2 separate regions of the Sus scrofa genome follow, and region 2 is linked to region 1. The links are chromatin contacts, called in public Hi-C maps. All regions are on one chromosome and are shown on one strand. Each heading gives the region's core, a stretch centred on a gene start, on an enhancer-like site or on the middle of the called end of the contact. The rest is flanking DNA. Distances are from core to core; before and after follow the strand shown. Region 1 holds the start of IFT57 (intraflagellar transport protein 57 homolog). Region 2 holds the start of CD47 (CD47 molecule).

The links. Hi-C and Micro-C count contacts between places; a contact is called where the count stands out from the background.
Region 2: a contact with region 1 is called in a Hi-C map of skeletal muscle, with 8 times the contacts expected there. The contact joins the promoter of CD47 here to the promoter of IFT57 in region 1. A contact is called at or near these places in 3 of 47 Hi-C or Micro-C datasets (heart right ventricle, retroperitoneal adipose tissue and skeletal muscle) and 1 of 2 datasets of contacts at active chromatin or transcription factors (alveolar macrophages).

Annotation. Positions count from the first base shown.
Region 1 is chr13:151,296,347-151,302,509 of Sscrofa11.1, reverse strand. IFT57 (intraflagellar transport protein 57 homolog) reads right to left here and starts at 3,958. Exons shown (of 11, transcript XM_021070455.1): 1 at 3,641-3,958; 2 at 938-1,100; 3 at 24-142. The coding sequence starts at 3,852. HHLA2 (HERV-H LTR-associating protein 2) reads left to right here and starts at 4,186. Exons shown (of 11, transcript XM_005670246.3): 1 at 4,186-4,336; 2 at 4,797-4,897.
Region 2 is chr13:151,426,383-151,432,545 of Sscrofa11.1, reverse strand. It overlaps CD47 (CD47 molecule), which reads right to left and starts at 3,135. Exons shown (of 9, transcript NM_213982.1): 1 at 2,977-3,135. The coding sequence starts at 3,022. It overlaps LOC106505814 (a long non-coding RNA gene), which reads left to right and starts at 3,670. Exons shown (of 3, transcript XR_002337926.1): 1 at 3,670-3,759.

The DNA of each region.
Region 1 (6,163 bases), core at 2,709-5,208:
TTGCCAAGTTGGGTGATGTTTACCTTTTCCAGGTGAAACCAATATATTTTAATGCTTCTTCAGCTAAACAGTCAAGAACATAGCATACATGCTCTCCATAACCTGACTTTAATTTTGAAGGAGGAAAATCTGCAGTTCTCCCCTGAAATACAAAAGATAAACTGGGTATTATTTGTTATTTATATAGCAAATGTCAAAATATTTTAAGCAAAGTACTAATGAATAAATGTATCACCTCTATTCTTCAAATATGACTTAACTGTAATGACATTGCTTCTTAGAAATCCATCTCTTTAGTCTTTTTTTTAAATCCATTGGTGCATAAATAAATACTAAAGGAAAATGAAGATATCTTATTGTCAAAAGTATCAAATTAAGAGGCAATAACCTCATGACAAGAGAACAAATCATTGATCTTGTTAGGGTGAAATATCAGTATAACTACTAGGCTGGGTATCATACTGTTAAACAATCATATGAAGGATGAAGTGATTCACTTATCAAAAATAACATGTGTGCCAAAAATTCTCACAGCTTGTCCCCAGGAAAAGTCAGAAATGAAAAGTACAACTGCTTTCATGGCCTATTAAAACAAAGTTCCCTTTCAAAACACAGTGTTTCGGTTTCCTAGTTGTTTTTTTTTTAAATATGTATTCATAAATTTACCTCTGAGACATCAAGAATAAGAAAAATACTGTTACTTTGGGCTATAAGGATTGAACACTAAACATTTTTTTAAGTAGCATTAATGTTATAATATCTACCATATCTGAAAATAAATCCAGATATAATTTTACATATATATATACACACACATGCATGTATATACATAGACAAGTACTTATTCACAGAGAATTCTTCTAAAAGGTTGCTGAATTATCAATATTAAAAATTTCCTAACTTGAGAACCTGCAGAAAGAAGAGTTGTTGACACTTACAATGATCGAAGCTCAGATAATATGTTAGAAATCGTTGCATTAGGGTCATCGTATTCTTGAGGCTGCTCAAAGGGGTGTCCCGCTTTGTTAATTAACCAAGCAGCAAGAGTGCAAAACATGTAGAACTGTTCCCCAGGATTGGTAGGCAGTGCAAAATAGTGTCTGTTTCAAAACAAGGGGGAAGAGTAAAATATGAAATATTGCAAATAAGCCCTCGGTAGCTAAAGGGGCTAAATCCAAAACTGCCAAAAGAATTTTCTTTTTTTTTTTCCAAATAGCTTTAACATCAAAAGACATTGACAATTCACTCTTTGATGTTTCTAGTAATCTATAACACTCACATAAAACTTTCTAATCAACAGGATAAGGGCAATTACCACTGTATACAAAATATTAGATCAAAGACCTTTATACCCAGAAAATGCAGGGCATGTTAAAAAACTGGGCAAGTAGAACTTTGGCTAAAATCATTTACGCGTCAGGAATAATTAATAAGAGAGTATCACCTAAAAAAGGTGATTTAGAATTAAGGGAATCACTGAGTTTAAAAAAAAAAAGGCTTTAATTACTATTCACTGTTCATTTCTACACTGTTTTAAACTGTTTATGTGTTATCTTTACTTACCGCATCTAGCCTATCCCCTGTGCTAAACAGTGTTCTCATCTTGGCTGCATACTGAATCACTTGAGGAGCTCATCAAACTATTGCTACTGGCTAAACACTGCTTCTTCCCTCATGGATTACATCAGAACTTTTGGGAGTGAAGCCCCAGTATGAGAACATTTCAAAAACTTCTTCAATGGTTCTAAGGTGCAGCCAGGATTAAGAACCATTGCGTATTACATCCCTAGTCTAACAAACATTTGTTGACTTTTGCCAAGTGCCCTGGCCTACTCAAAACAGTCCTATGAGGATCAACATGATTTGCACCTAAACGAATCAGGAATAAAACTTGCTAGTAATAGCATTCCAGTCATTTGATCAAAGATCCTATTTTGCTTTATGTGTAGTTATTACTATTATGTTTATAATTGGATTTATAGATATTATAACTATTTTTCATAAGAATAAGAAGTCTACTTCCTGTTTCCCCAAATTTTTCCTACAGGGTAAATGTAAATGTTCTGGAAGATAACAGAAAGCTGGGAAGAAAATAAGGCCATAAAATCTTTCCAGGTATATGTCCACCTACCACTAACACTCATCTTTTCCTTATTGGCTGAAAACAACTCCAGGAGAGAGTAATAGATACTGATAGATACTGCAGACCTAGGACAGTGCCTCTCAAACTTTAGCAGGCATCAGAACCACCTGGAGGGCTTGTTAAAACACAGATTTCTAGGCCCACCCCTAGAATTTCTGATACTCTACACCCAGGAAAGGGCCTGTGGGATTGCATTTCTAGCAGTTTTCCTGGTGATGCTGATGCTGCTGGTCTGTTGACCACACTGTGAGGATTATCATATCCACACAAATTGATGACTCAAAGTACCCTGCTGAACTCCTAGGGAACTAGGACAGAGTTTGTATTAATCAACAGAACCTTGATACCGTTTTCTTCGAGTTTGAAAAATGTACTCGGAGGAAAAGAAAAACACATTTTTATTTGGTTATTTGTATTATCCTATTCATTTAAGCCATAACTTTCAATCCTACAGTTTATAGCTTGGATTATGCAACACTACTTTTTTCTCTAACTTTTCTCCTATTATGGACTGGCTTAGCAATATGGACAGTTTACTCCTAATGCAAGTTATTGGAAGAGAGCAAGAATGACATCCAAATTGTCAAGGGAAATTATTTGAGCCTAGCTACAGCCATCAGGAGAAAGAACTAGACTTAATAATCTTAATCTAAATTCCTAATCTAAACTGCCTCTTAGACAAATAAACACCAAAAATTAACACAAAAAATTAAATGTTAAGTACTAATGTGAAGACAAGCTATAAAACCTCATTTATGAGGCAATCACTAAGCTACACTGATTGGCTATTACCCTCAGTAAATAACGCCAGTGGCTTCAGGATATGATGAACTTTTTCTCCACCAGAACAGGGCAGAACTTTACGTTCTATGATAAAGAGACAATTCCAATAGTTGTCATTTTATTTATCTTTTCCACTTCTTAGTTTCTGAGAGTACTGTTATTGCAAGGGCAGAAGTCTTTTAAACCATAGCAATTAGTGAACAAGTTTATTAACTGCATATAAAATGCTCAGTGAAGGTCCTAGGTACCGACAGTTATAAGTTATAGGGATAGATTCTCTAAAAGGAAAACAAAAACCAGAGATAGATCTAAAGCGATAATGGCACTAATCTTTGGGATTGAGATTATGAGTAACTGCAGTATTTTTTTTTTTTTTTTTACAAATTTCCTTGTGTTTTCTGAGTTCTCTACAATAGGTTCTTTTATTACGTTTATAATCAAAAAAGAAAACAGTTTGTGTTTTATGGAGTTGTATGTGTGCTCTAGGCAAGTTTTCTTCCAGTCCTTTCTATAGTTCCAAAACTATTCTCCCTAGAAAAATACGAAGTCTAAAACTTCGTGAGCAGCCTGGTCCTCCATAGCCAAGTTTGTGGCGAACTGCTCTTTCCCGGATAGAAAGATCATCTGCTAACCCTAGATCCCCTGACGGCAGGAGGAAGGCATCTCCCCAAGGGCCTAGCCGGCACCCAGGAGCTCGGGGAGGCAAGCACCCACCTGGACGGGGGCTTCAGATTGTTCTTCCGGAGGAGATCCTCCTCATAACGGAGCAGCTTCAACTTCTCCACTAGGTCCTCCATCACTACGAACATGTGGTAGGCCGCGCCAGGCCCCCGCTCCACGACCACCTCCCCTGCTTCTTCGCCACGGGACCGAGACACCCCATCCTCCAAACCCGACGGTGTGACCACTGCTGCGGCGGCCGCCATAGCAAAACGGTCCGAAAGAGCGCAGCGCGAGCTCGGACCCACAGACCTCCGTGGCCTGCGCTGCAGCAACCAGACCTACGCAACTGGTTACCAGGCGACCGCCTGGAAACCCAGCCCCGGGGGTACTAGACTCCACCTCCTTCTAAATTCCCTCCAACCAGGGTGGGTTTCTAGGATGATGTGGCCGCCCCCGCCCCTTCCCCCGCCTCTGAGAAAGCAGTGGCCGGGAGACAGCCCTGCCCCTATGGGGGCGTGGCGTTCTCCGCCCCACGTCGGGCACGCCTCCTCCCGCTACAGTTTAAAAACCGAGTAGGGCGCGTTGGCCTTACCTCTGTCTTCTCGCGGTGGTCTTTAGCAGGCGTTGCGGGTCTTGTGCTGGTGGTTACCTAGGGCCGCAGAGCCGGCGTCCGAGTCAGCTGGTAGCAGTTTAAAAGATTAAAGAGAGAAGAAGACGCGTAGTATTGAAGACTTGGTTAACCCACTGGTATCTTTTTTATTTTTCTTCTCAAAATTGAAGGTTTTCACAGTTGTAGAGATAGTCGATAGCATAGGTTTCCCTTTAGCTCAGGAACTTTCCTACGAGTTTTTCTTATTTTTCTTACTTTTCCCTCATAAAGGAATGCTGTATTTGACTTAACAGTATATTGTAAGATTTGAGATATTGTAATTCCCTCCTATTACTCCAGGGCTGGGAAAGGAGTTGTTGGTTGGGAGGCGGTGGGGAAGAGGAAAGGCAGAGGATGAGCAGAAAGAAAGCATGAGGAAGGATTTGCTCTACCTCAGAAACATCCTGCTGCTTAATCTCTTTCAAGCCCATTGCGTGTAGTATAAAGTTTTGAGGTTCCTGGTTAAAAATCAACAAAATAAAGTTGATCTGGAAAGGAATTTCCCTGCCTTGTAGCTCTAAGTGTGGCTAAAGACAGCGTTACTACTGTACTCCGCAGCCATTTACCTGGAAAATGCAAGAGAGGGGCATAAGGGACCATGGCTTTGCAGTTCTCAGAAAAGCCTTGTCTATCAAGCAGTTTTCCTGTGGGAAAATAAGGTAAGTGGTAGATGCTGACGGTTTCCCGGAAAAGAAAACTTATGGCAAGAAGTTGAACATAGGTCGTATTTATGTGGTTTTTGATCTGTAATCTCCTGTATCTGCTACTAGAGGATGTAGAAGAGGTCCATTTTTTTTTTTTTGACGTAAATGAACTTTGAAATTTATCTGTAATATCTTTTTGTTAGAGAAATGGGTGGAAGAGCACTTATCATTTTAATATTAGTCTAGACCTAACTTTTGATACCAGTAAAGGATCAAAGAATCAGAAAAGCAAATACCTTTTTCTATTTACCAAAGAAAATACATAAAATAACTGATTTATGTAGAAAATAACCCAAAGAAAACCACTGAGAACTGTTTTTAAAATAACATTTTTTGCCTACAGCAAGTCATTAACAGCTGCTTTTAATAAAAATGAGTGGGAAAATTGGATTCGATGCTACTCCACTGCTGAATTGTTTTTTCTTTGCCTCCTTGGAACAGTGTTTCTCCCCCATACATCCCAAATGCAACCCCCACGTGTGTGGGGGAGAGATATTGTGGTATGTCTGTATAACTTTCAGGGTACAGGATAGATGTACAGCTTTTTAGGATTGGGAGGGAATGAAGGCTCAGATAATATGCTTTGAGCGCCTTGATTAATCAACAGGCAACCTGTGGCTTTTTATTTATTTATTTATTTATTTTTGCCTTTTCTAGGGCTGCTTCCGCAGCATATGGAGGTTCCCAGGCTAGGGGTCTAATTGGAGCTGTAGGCCCCAGCCTATGCCAGAGCCATAGCAACGCGGGATCCGAGCCTCATCTGTGACCTACACCACAGTTCACGGCAACGCCAGATCCTTAACCCACTGAGCAAGGCCAGGGATCGAACCCGAACCTCATGGTTCATAGTCGGATTCGTTAACCACTGCGCCACTACAGGAACTCCCAACCCGTGGCTTTTTAGAAGACTCTCAAAACAATGTCACACTTTACAGGTAAATTGATTTCAACCAGGGTGATGTTCACTTGAAGGCATGCTGCCATATATTTTGACATTTTCAGAAAGTTATATATAACACTCAGGATGAAATAGTCATAAACATTGTTTTTGCTGATGAGAACCCCTCTAGCAACATGTATTGTGCTTGGGGTGGGGGGGTAAAAAAACACCTCCCCCAGAACCTAGCCGTTTCCTCTCCATGTACAATACTGATGCAGCCTGACTTGAAAATTGTATGAAGAATTATTTTTCTCCTTAATTGTGTGAAGAAGAAAAAAGAG
Region 2 (6,163 bases), core at 1,886-4,385, 130 kb before region 1:
CATTTTTTCACTTTAGTACCATGATGAGTTTAGCAAAATTGATCCTACACTATCATTCCTGTTATTTTATCACAGAAGAAATATCAGCACTACTACACAAAGTGAAAGTTGCTTTATCACAACCCAAGAGTGCATTATATTAGGCTGAGGCACAAGATATAAAAATACAGAAATTTTAATCTTGTATAAAAAGCTATGACAGCAAAAGCCTAAAACATACTTAAAACAGTTTTATGTAAATTATGTCACTAAAAGAACATGAATGTTATGTATTAAACAATAATGTCTATACCAGCTAAACTTGAATTAACATTAAGGAATACAAACCCAGTTTCAATAATGTGAGTATTTTGGGTTTAGAACGCTTATCAATTTGAGGAAAACCACCTATTTTTCATCTTTAGAACCTGGCCTTTCAAATCTCCATTAACAACTCAATGGCAAAGATAAAACATCTGCCAAAATACAGATGACAGCATGAGCAAGTGTCCTAATGGTAGGCATTTAGTGTAATGCTTTAGCACACTGCCTCCAGACTGCTGGGCAGCCCCCGGAAATAAGTACTATTAAATAGGCATTTACTTCCCTAAAATGGCAAACTGTGGTTAAAAGTAATATATTCTTAAGGAGAAAAGAAAACATTTTTGTTCAAGCAAGCCAAAGTACTACTAGACTTAGACAAGAAAAATGTTTTTAATCATGTGTCCCCTTGCTTTTAAAAACTTACTTTGAACAAAGAAAAATCATTCAACTTCTGAAAAGACAGTTCATATCACTGTCATTATTTGAGTAATGTTTTATTTATCAGTTAGTGAATACCACTGAAACTGCTGATGTGCTTTCAAACAATGTATAATTGGACATATGGGGGGGAGGAAAGGAGAATAGTAATTCATTCTGCATCTTGTAAACCAATACAGGATGCTGTATTTTGCCAGTAATTAGAAGGAATGGGCATTTTAGATAACTTTCTTTACTATAAAAGTCAACTGAAACTGTAGTGGCTACCAGGAAATAGCTTTGATTACCAATCATTTATAAATGAAACTGAAAGTAAAATCAAACTTGAGTAGAAATAAACATACAAATCTATGACTTCCATATTCATTCTAGAATCTAATTTCAGTCTCTCAAACACTTTGGGTTTATAACTACCTGTGTTCTGAGACTGTTAACATCTCCTCATACATGTTCTTTTAACTACATATTAAACACACATGCACAAAAATCCATTATATCTTATGACAAACACTATCTCTTCCAGTTTTACATTCAACACTTAACAGAACTCAAGTGCATAAAGCCTCTATTTTTTTTTTCAGGTTATTATTAACTAAGTACAATAAAATACTATAAATTCTGAATTCTATGACTCCACAGGGACTTGAGTATATTAATATTGTATGTAATGAATGCTAATTATACAGATCATACCTGTTACTAGAGGAGGCCTAACACTCTCTATCCCCAAAAGTGCCATTCTAGCAGTTCTTTCTAATCCACTTGAAAATAGGATCCCTGTTTTTAAAACTGTACATGATTTACACTTTTTATGCTCCAAACTGGCTTTGAGACCAATGGTCTGAATTGAAATATTTTATTATAAATTTATAATGAGTTTTGATATAAGGCTTTCTGATCGTACAACAGGTTTCTGAAAGCAGTATTATGTGAGCTATAATCATAGTAATGGACAACAAACTGTTAAGTACGATAACAGGAAACACTGCCTTACCTAATATCAACCCTTTAGATAATAGAGATTGATTATTAACAGCTCCGACATCCCAGGAGGTTTCAGAGAGTGGGAAAAGTGGTAAGCCTGGACTTAAGGGCATTTAGGAAATAACTTGAAGTCACAGCCTTTTTGAATGGCACAATGAGGCTAATATGCCGTTTAAAATCTAATTAATTCAGCATTCTAGAATCAAATGTAACGATACCTTGTTACTGTTAACTCTAATTCAAGAGGCTCTATAGATGTAAAGTATGACAGGCACTATAGAGCCACGAAAATTCGTATTCCTTCCTCAATTTTACAGACGAAGCACACGTTTTAAAAAGGCAAAAAGCGAAACGGATTCTAAAAGCTTGGGGGTGGGGGGCAAAAAGCCTTTGGAGTCGAAAGACACGAATCCCACCCTGCCGCAAATATAATTTTGACTAGGGGTTACTGTCTTCATACTTCAAGCGAAATCTAGATTACTTTTAAAAATGCTCCCCTAAATACAGTAAGAAAACTTGAACGTGCAATTTGGACTGTATTAAAGGGTTGAGGGGGCTTGGGGGTAGTGAGAAAAGAGTTTCCATCGAAGAAGCTTATTTCTAGGGTAAAAAAAAAAAAAAAAAAAAAAAAAAAAGGCAGCCAAAAGATTATTCTGATTAAATGCTAGGTTGGAAAGGAAACTTAATTTGTCCTTTACGTCCCCGTAACTCCTGTATTCCTGTGGGAGGGCAAACCGGAGAAACCCCTTCTCAAAGACTTCGCCAAAATGCGCACTTTCATCGCAAAAGGCTCGGGCCCTCCCACTCTTCCTCCTTCAACCTCAAATGCGTTTAAAGCACTGAGAAGGAAGAGGGGTGAGAAAGAGGGGGGACCCTAACAGCTGCCAACGGTTGGCTCCGATTGCGCCCTTTCTCTCTACAGTTAATTTCTGCGCGAGGTGCTCCGTTTGAAGTCTTTCTCCATGTGTGCATCCAGAGGTGGAGAACGGGGGAAGATGAGCCCTGCTACCACCCAGGGGGAAGAGAAGAGGAGGGAAAGGAAGAAAGGAAGGGGGGCGCCGATTACCCGCGGGGCCCTCCCACGTCCACACCCGGGGCGGGCAGGGCCCGCGCATCCCGCTCCCTTGCCACCTTCTCCAGGGCGCCGCCAGGCCAGACAGGGTGCAGCCCACACACCCGCCCGGGCGCCGCGGGGCTGCCGCGGGGGCGGTTAGACACTAGCCGCAGAACCAAGAGCGAGTGACCACTCACCGCAGTACGCCGAGCCCAGCAGCACCACCACCACCAAGGGCCACATCTCCGCGTCCGCCGCGGGGCTGCCGCCGCCGCCTCAGGTGTCTGGAGCAGGCACCGCCGCCGTCACAGAGAGGACCCGCCGCCTCCTCCCGTCAAAGGCAGGACCCGGTGCCCGGGCTGCCTGGGCGCGCGCACGCGCGCTCCCGCCACTCCACGCCCGCTCCCCGGCTCGCGCGCGGCGCACGCGCACTCAGCTTCGCCCCCGCCCGGCTGCCGCGGCTGTTGACGCGGCGCCCTTCCGACTATCCGCTTCAAGTCCTGGCTCCCGCCTGCTCCTCGCCAGTGGCGCGCGCAGGACGGCCGGGTCACGCCCCGTTTTCCCCGTACCGGTCCCCTATTGGAGGCTGAGCGTATATTCTCAGGCTCACGCGGGGATCTCATTGCGCCCGCATCCCTGTCCGTTGTTCCCTTTTTTCCTCTCGTAGCGCCCGCCCCCCGCCCCCTGGCGCCCTCCTTCCCCTCGTCCTGTCCTGCTTTCACTTCCACTCTCACACTTCAGGAACCCGCCCAGGTGCTGTTTACCCAGACTTAGGAGCCTCGGCCCCCGTAGGAGCCCCTGATCTCTCTTTACCGGGCGTCCGACGTCCTCCCGCGCGCTTCGACCTCGACGCCTATACGCCTCTCGCCTCTGCCCATTTCCCCTGAGCTCCAAGGCCTGCCACAGAAAGCACACACCGCCGGGGGACGGCTCTATGCTTCCCACGCGGGCGAGGGCGCCACTCCGAGGGCAGGATGACGGTGGGTGCCTGGCCGCCGGGAACTTCCAGTTGCTGCTCCTGGGCTCCAGCTCTCTCCTCGGTTCTGCCCCCGTCTGCTTTTGTTTTCCTGGCGGATCTTTGGTTCTGTTTTTGACTATCTTTTTTACTCTCTTTTTGGCCTTGTTTGGTAGTGTTTTCAACCTTTAAACAGGATTACTCAAGCTCCACCAGTGATGGTAAACACTTTGAGATGTGGTTAATGCCGAAACCCCAGGGGAAATCAAGCATGGTCTAAAATGTTAGCAGGTGTATCCAAGACGTTCTTTCCTGCAATGTCATGGAGCCGGGTTTGTGACCTCACCATGTGCACTCCTCTGCACTGTTTGCGTTTAGCTTGCTTGAAAAAATGGGTTCAAAGTGTGGCTCCAAGTCGCAATATGGACAAGGCCTTTGAGTATCTCACCGAATCAGACACCGCATTCTGAAGCAAAAGCCCTTTAACATTTATCCGAAATGATGAAAACTTGTCAAAAAGTCATGCTCTGGTGGCTGCTCTAATGGGGTGCATATCCTCCCTGCTCCCTTGGTTGTTTTTCTCTTATCTGCTAGGGGAAAAAAAGCAATATTCTATTCCTCCAAATCCTCTATCCATGGCGTCTCCTCCATTGCATCCTATAGTGATAAAATGCAGGAAATAAAATTGCCACTCTGACCCTCTGTAAGAGTGTGTATATACTGTATGTATTATACAACTCTTCCTTGTAATTGTGTGTGTGTGTAAACATCTTCCCTACAGCATTATTCTTTAAAATCAGAGTATTTTAAGTATTCCCTTCTTTAAGACTTCCTGTTCAACTGAGCAAACAGAAGGGGTTTAATAAACGTGTTGATGTGACTTGAGGCAAGCGTTGCTCCAGTGAAATCTGATTGTTTTTTAATGATTAAAAAAAAAAAAAAAAAAAACAATTGCCTGGCAGATATCTCACTAAAACAATGGTTAATAATTATGGTGGTAATGATTTGAATGGCAGCCTTGACACCCTGAGGCTACCAAAGGGACTGATGGATTCTCCTCCAACTGCTGCTTATATGGATACAAAAGAATCATCCATCAGACTTTGAGCATTCGGGACACTGTGTATCACAGAGCAGCTGGTTGGCTAAATAAGGCTGTCAGCTGTCCCTGAGATCAACCAACCCCCCTAAAGCTGAAGAGTGACTGGAAAGGACTGTCACCAACCTTCAGAGGTAGAGATCAGTGATGCTCTATTTTATACTGGGAGCTGCTGAGGTCTTGTGCCTAATGTAGCTTTCTGCAGAAAATGGAATAGGCTTAAAAATCGGGTAAAGGGGAAGCCACCTGGGTGACTACCTCTACCCTAGGGAATCTGGTTGGGATGTGTTTTGATGGTGAGGCAAGAGGAGGCCTATTCCAGAAGAGGCAATCCAAAGCAATCTGCTTCAGTTTGATGCTCTTCTTTCTGAGATAACCTTGGGCTCTTTTCTCTAGTATCTAACCACCTCATGTTTGTGTTTCCCTTTTAACATTTGTGAGGTTTTTTTTGTTTTGTTTTGTTTGTTTTTTGTTGTTAAGCTAATCTTATCTTCATGTGAGGGGTTTTCTTGCATGGAAGTTAAGGGAATAATGCATTTTAGAACGTTTTGAAGAGAGGTAATACACATTAAGTATATTACCTAAAGTATTCTTCCTAACAGCCTTGGAAGGGGTATTATGATCTTTACTTTAGCGATGAGGAAACAAAGGGAAAGAGAGATGATTAATTTATTGCCTATGGTTCTATGTGATACTTCTCTTCCAGTCTGTTTCTTTTGTGTCTAAATCCTTTGCCCTTTTTCTCCTTTTTCTTGTCACTGTATAACATTAAAGATAATATTATAGTTCCCCTTTACGGATGAATAAACTTACAACTCTAAAACCACTGTGACCCTTCACTCTTTATCATTGTTGCCTTTACAGATGAGGGAAGTGAAGCTTACTGGCAAACTCAGGGAGAGAATGGTGACTAGTCTGACTCCAAGGCCAAGGAAAATGTTCACAAGCTTACCTTCTCAGTTCATGGCCAGCTCCCCCATTCCTTTCCTTTCTATGGTAACAGTACTACTTTTATCTTCTTTCCTCAAACTATATCTACATCCTACCACATAGTGCATATTGATGTGATATTGCCTAGGATTTTATATTGATACAGTTGTATCCTTATCCTGTATCCTTATTGATACAGTTGTGTCCTTAGGTAATTTTTCATTCAACTAGACTTTTTATTTTTTTGTTCCATGTTGGTGTTCCATGCTGTGCCATACATTGTTCCTGATATTCCTGAGAGTTAGCTCAGAACTGTACCTGCCTAACTGTGCAAGGTCTGTGCTTTGTGCAGGGCCAGATGCACCTGTCTATAGAAGCAGACCTGCATCAAAGGATCCAA